Linked DNA regions of Macaca mulatta: region 1 is linked to region 2. Evidence: chromatin contacts called from public Hi-C data. All regions are on one chromosome and are shown on one strand. The core of a region is the stretch at or near the end of the contact, and the rest is flanking DNA. Distances in the headings are between cores, read along the strand shown.

The links. Hi-C and Micro-C count contacts between places; a contact is called where the count stands out from the background.
Region 1: a contact with region 2 is called in a Hi-C map of fetal cortical plate, with 4 times the contacts expected there. The contact joins the enhancer-like site here to the promoter of STAG1 in region 2. A contact is called at or near these places in 5 of 14 Hi-C or Micro-C datasets (cortical neurons, fetal cortex germinal zone, fetal cortical plate and 2 more).

The regions. Positions count from the first base shown.
Region 1 is chr2:40,010,761-40,013,949 of T2T-MMU8v2.0, forward strand. The region is part of intron 6 of IL20RB (interleukin 20 receptor subunit beta); the gene reads left to right. Among named protein-coding and RNA genes, the nearest start is that of IL20RB, 40 kb to the left of the region's middle. Within about 2 kb of position 1,916, at least 4 of the 40 cell types and tissues checked have an H3K27ac peak or open chromatin away from gene starts, as enhancers often do. A contact at or near this core is called in fetal cortical plate, where this site is marked.
Region 2 is chr2:39,752,103-39,755,061 of T2T-MMU8v2.0, forward strand. It overlaps STAG1 (STAG1 cohesin complex component), which reads right to left and starts at 1,616. Exons shown (of 34, transcript XM_077991520.1): 1 at 1,433-1,616.

The DNA of each region.
Region 1 (3,189 bases), core at 666-3,165, 260 kb after region 2:
TAAATTTGGTATTTTCACATAGTCCCATATTTCTTGGAGGCTTTGTTCTTTTACTTTTACTCTTTTTTCTCTAACCTTGTCTTCTTGCTTTATTTCATTAATTTGATCTTCAATCACTGATACCCTTTCTTCCACTTAATCTGATTGGCTATTGAAGCTTGTGCACGTGTCACAAAATTCTTGTGCCATGGTTTTCAACTCCATCAGGTCATTTAAGGTCTTCTCTACACTGTTTATTCTAGTTAGCATTCGTCTAATCTTTTTTCAAGGCTTTTAGCTTCCTTGCGATGGGTTTCAACATCCTCCTTTAGCTTGGAGAAGTTTGTTATTACTGACCTTCTGAAGCCTACTTCTGTCAACTCGTCAAAGTCATTCTCCATGCAGCTTTATAACATTGCTGCCAAGGAGCTGTGATCCTTTGGAGGAGAAGAGGTGCTCTGATTTTTTAAATTTTCAGCTTTTCTGCTCTGGTTTCTCCCCATCTTTGTGGTTATATCTACCTTTGGTCTTTGATGTTGGTGACCTACAGATGGGGTTTTGCTGTAGATGATCTTTTTGTTGATGTTGATGCTATTCCTTTTTGTTTGTTAGTTTTCCTTTTAACAGTCAGGTCCCTTAGCTGCAGGTCTGTTGGAGTTGGCTGGAGGTCCGCTCCAGACCATTTGCCTGGGTGTCAGGCTGTAGAACAGCAAATATTACTGAACAGCAAATATTGCTTCCTGATCCTTCCTCTGGAAGCTTTATCCCAGAGAGGCAGCTGCCTATATGAGGTGTCTGTCGGCCCCTACTGGGAGGTGTCTCCCAGTTAGGCTACACAGGGGTCAGGGACCTACTTGAGGAGGCGGTCTGTCCGTTCTCAGAGCTCAAATGCCGTGCTGGGAGAACAACTGCTCTCTTCACATCTGCAGAAGTTGTCTGCTGCCTTTTGTTCAGCTATGCCCTGCCCACAGAGGTGGAGTCTAGAAGCAGTAGGCATTGTTGAGCTGTGGTGGGCTCCGCCCAGTTCGAGCTTCCTGGCTCTGTTTACCTACTCAAGCCTCAGCAATGACGGACGCTTCTCCCCCAGCCAGGCTGCCACCTCACAGATTGATCTCAGACTGCTGTGCTAGCAGTGAGCAAGGCTCCCGGGGCATGAGACCTGCCGAGCCAGGCACAGGAGAGAATCATCTTGTCTGCTGGTTGCTAAGACCTTGGGAAAAGTGCGGTATTTGGGCGGGAGTGCCCCATTTTTCCAGGTAGTCTGTCACGCCTTTCCTTGGCTAGGAAAGGGAAATCCCACAACCCCTTGTGTTTCCCAGTGAGGCAATGCCCTGCCCTGCTTCAGCTCGCTCTCTGTGGGCTGCTCCCACTGTCCAGCCAGTCCCAATGAGATGAACCAGGTACCTCAGTTGGAAATGCAGAAATCACCCATCTTCTGTGTTGATCACGCTGGGGGCTGCTGACCATAGTGTTCCTATTCAGCCATCTTGGAATGCTACCCCACCAAGTAACAATCTAAAGAAAAACTATATATGCAAGGAAAATTATATTAATTCTGCCCAGTATATATTCTCTGTTTAAAAATATAATTTATTTTCTTTGTCTTTCATCCATAATTGCTTCATGGGAATGGGTGCTTTGGTGCTAAAGGGTCTCCGTTTCCTTTCTGTGACTCACTTTATTCTTTCTCTTCTTGCTGTCACATTCTGCTGTAATGTAGGTAGCAAGCATAAAGATGGCCCCAAATTAGTAATTCTTCAATGACCCATCCAAGTATGACCTTGCATGCTTCATAGAAAGTGGAGTTTGTGTGAACTCACATGCCTCTGAGTCCACACAGGCACTGGAAAGAAGAAAAAAAAAAAAAAGGAAAGAACTTGTAGTGTAATGAATGTAACTCAAGAGGGAGGGGGATGGGGATCATGGCAAATATGTTTCATCTTCTCAGTGACAGCAGGTTGCTACCAAGAGGAAGTGTGAGCCAGTGCTGCCAGATCTCCAAGTTTTAAATGAGAAGCCCAGAAACCTAGATTTTTATGAGAAATCTCTCCATTTTCAAATGTTGAAAACTGATTCCAGTTTTACAAAATATGCTGAGCTTTGCTTGAAAATTAGTACTAAACTGTGGGACCACAGTTTTGCACCTTCCAAAATTCTGAGATTATGCTGTTTGTTTTACTTTAATGTGCTAGAACTGCACTGTCTAGTATAGTAGCCACTAGTCACATGTGACTGTTAGACACTAGAAATGTGGCTCATCCAAATTGAGATGTATTGTAAATATAAAATACGGAATGGATTTTGAAGACAGAATGAAACAAGTTTATAAAATATTTCAGTCATTTTTTAAGTGACATGTTAAATTGATAATATTTTGGATATATTTGTTAAATAAATTATTAAAATTAGTTCCACCTGTTTCTTTTTACTTTTAAAATGTGCTACTAGATTTTAAAAATTGCATATGTGGCTCACATTATATTTCTATTAGAGAGCACTGTTCTGGAATTTAAAAAATAATCATGTATGACCACTGCAGATGTAGGGAGTTAGTGTCCTGAGAATCGGACTGCACCGGCAGCAGCGAGTCGAGGGCCTTCACACTAACACCCCTGCTTAGTGAGCGCTGCTTGTGCGTTGTCTCTTCCTGTTGGCATTTGCCCATGGACACCAGGAGTGAGTCTCTATAGCTGCCATTTTGCCAACAAGGATGAAGGGAGACTGGCTCAATGAAGCTGATGCCTCCTGAGGAACTGAGGTGGAGGAAACCACTGTGCCTATTTGTGCCCAGGTGGTACCCTTGGGAGTGATGAGGGGAAGGGCCAAGAGAGATAACTGTAGAAGAACTTAGAGATTTTGGCAGAGGTGAGCAGGTGAGTAATAGGTGGGAGAGTCCACCTGAAAAGTTGATGTCTGCATGTTTATAACTAGTAATGATTGTCTCCTGGGGCCACTGGGAGAAGATGGCGGGAACCTGATATATGAGCAAGGAAGGGACTCCCATTTATGGAACATCCTCTCTGTACTGGGCACCATGCTAGGTGCTGTTCATAAAGCATCTCAGACCAGGTCATAATTCTCAGAGCTCTCTGCTGGAAGAAGGTTAGGGTTTTGTTGTTGTTGTTTTTGTTGTTGTTGAGACAGGGTCTTGCTCTGTTACCTAGGCTGGAGTGCAGCGGTGTGATGAGCGCTTACTGCAGCCTTGACCTC
Region 2 (2,959 bases), core at 366-2,865:
TCTTATAAGTATTCTTAATCATCAAAAGCAAGGAAATAACATTTCTGCTTCTTTCCATTCCATATTTCCCTGCTTGGTTAAAATGTTTTAGTCTGAATTCTTCATACATTATGAATATAACAACAAGGTACATTATATCACCCTACAATAAACAAGTTATTTTTATTTTCACTGTTCTGTATATTTCCGTAAATGCTCCACCATCAGAACGTGCAATTTTCTTAAAGCACAAGGAAAACTAAAATGTAGAGTCACATTCAAATTCCACATAAGTTACAAATCACACAACTCTGTGCCAATTCAGATATTTCCCGTGTATTTTTGCAAAGATGCAAAATAGTCTTTCTAGTCAGAACCACGAGAAAAAAACTCTATCCATCTTAACACCAACTTTAACAGCAAATAATTTTTTTTTAATCATAAATTGCATTGCTTTTTGTAAGTGTACGAAACCATCCCATGACTTATACGCCCGGAGCACGATTCCCTGCAATGTGAAGAGAATCGATAACATTTCAAATATGGGTAGATGGGGGTGATGTGACAATCCTAAAACCTGAAAATTTCTTAGTACCCATACCACACAAGAAGCACCCAGTTCGGACCCTGCAAACGAGGCTCAGGTCCAACTCTAAGCACTCTAGTTTCCCACCCCGCCCCCACCTCGAGAAAGGAGGGAAAACAACTTTTATTGGCCTCGTCTCTCAGGGGACTGGCAAACTAGCGGGGTAGTGCTTGGGCCTGGACACGTTTCACAAGGAGGCCCCCGTCGGGGGCTGAGAGGGCAGATAGCTGGAAAGCCCAGCATGGACACCCCATCTCCCCCAGCCAACACCCCCCTGCCCCACCCCGCCAACAAGAAGCCTGGGCCAGCCGACCCGCCGAGCGACCCCCAGGCCCCTCCGCTGAGACGAACTCGTTGTCATGTGACGCCGCCGCCGCTAAAACACCGCAGAAACGCAGGTCGGCGGGCGGCGGAAGGCATTCGCGCCAGCCCGCCTCGGCCCGGCCCCGCTGGGCGCGGGCGAGTCCCGAGAGCCCGGGCGAGGGGGGGGCGGAGGGCGGGCTTGGCGGCGGGCCCAAGCGCGCCACAAAGGCTTCCGCGCCTGTCGCCGTAGTGCCCGGGCGGGCGGGGGCAAAATTTTCGGTGCCCGCGGAAGGGGTAGCAAGCGACGAAGACGCCGGGGTGCCCGCCGCGCCCACAGACGCCTCTCCGGGCACTCGGACGGCCCACGACCGCCGCACCCCGCACAGGCCCGCGCGGCCTCCCTCCCCCGCACGGGGCCCGCGCCCAGCCCGCCCGCTCCCCGCTCGCGCTCTCTCGCTCTCGCCCGGCCTCCATCTTGGATCGGCGCTTCCAGCCCCCGCGCCGCTGCCGCCGCATTCCCCCTCTTTCCCGCCCCCCGCCGCCGTCGCCGCCGCCCGCACTCACCTCAGCTGCCCATCCGGGCGCCGCCGGCCGTCGACCTAGTTTCCCCCCAAAAGTCTCCGGTGTGTTATTCCCGATGTGGGGGGGTTGTTACGGGGTGGTCGCCGGGGGTTCGGGAGCGGGGGCCGCGCCTTCAACGGAGCTGCAATCCTAACCCGCCATCTGGTGGCATTTTCCACACGCCAATGGCGCCGCTGCAGACTTGGGTCCGGACCGCCCTCTGCTGGCCGCAGTGCTCACTGCCTTGCTGACGGGACGGGCCTGCCCGGAAAGGGGAGGGAGCTGAGGCGCGAGCTAGGGGCCGCGGCAGGAGCGCGCGCAAACGCTTTCCTGTGGGGATTGCGCGCACGCGCACCAGCGGGGCGGGAAACGTGGCCGCTGCGTGGCGGCCCCGCCCCCATACGGAGCGGTCGCGCAGTTCAGCCAATCGCGAGCGGCGTAGGCTTCTGGATAAGGGCGCTGTGGACTGTTCTTGGGCCGCCCGAGGCGGGCGGAAGAACGGCCACGGTGGCGCCTGCGCGTCCGGCTCTCCGAGTTGCCGCCCGCCATTTTTGGAGCTTCTTGGAGACCTAGGCAGGAACCCACCCCGGGTTCCTTCACCGAGGCTCCTCCCTAGGTCTCAGGGCCGGCGCTTTCCTCTGTCCCCGCCCGGCTCCTGCTGCCCCCACCCACAGCTCTCGAGACGCCCTGCGGAAACCCGAGGGTGAGGCAGCTCAGATCTCTGCTCCCACTTGGATTTAACAAGGGCCTCAGAGCTTAGCATTATATTTGCGATTTACAGTTGACAAGCGCTTTCACCAGGCGAGGGTGAAAAGGTTTCAAAGGAACTGTTGGGGACTTCCCTCGCCATTAATCTAGACGAAACACTGCCCGCCCCAGGCCGATTGGCGTCATCCTGCCTCTGTAAAGCACATCCTCTCCGTGGTGCTGGCTTTGCATAAGGCGGCAGCATTGGCTAGTTTGTGAGAAGAGAATATAACTAGACTGAGAAAATAGACTCAGCTGTGAAATTGGATTTCTCCTTCCGCAACCTAGGACTACTTTCAGTAGCTCTGAGATAAACATGAGAATCTTAGCCTTCTAGATGCCAAAAGAGAAATAATCACTAAGGTGAAATAATTAACTATGTTGAACGTCACCTCTTCCCTGATCTCCACCTGCCCCTCTATGGTTATGGATCCCTACCTTTCACCTGCTTACAACTTTTTACCACAAAAGTGAATCCTTACTCTACTGGATCATTAGCCCCATATCTGACTAACTGCTCTATCGCTATAGCCAACTCTATCTCAGTATAGAATCACTCAACTACTTTATAGTCTTCAGGGCCTATCTCCAATAGGTTACCCCTATTTGCGGTTTCTCTCTCAAGGGTTTGCAAGATGTGTGGCTTTTCACTGCAGGAAGTCATAACTGTCCAGATTGGATATGAATTCGTGACTGGACTCCTCCTTATAATTTTCTTGGGTTTTTTTCTAATCTCTGGCTGATTTCCTATCCTATTTTCCACAAAGACTGTTTCAAGCTTTC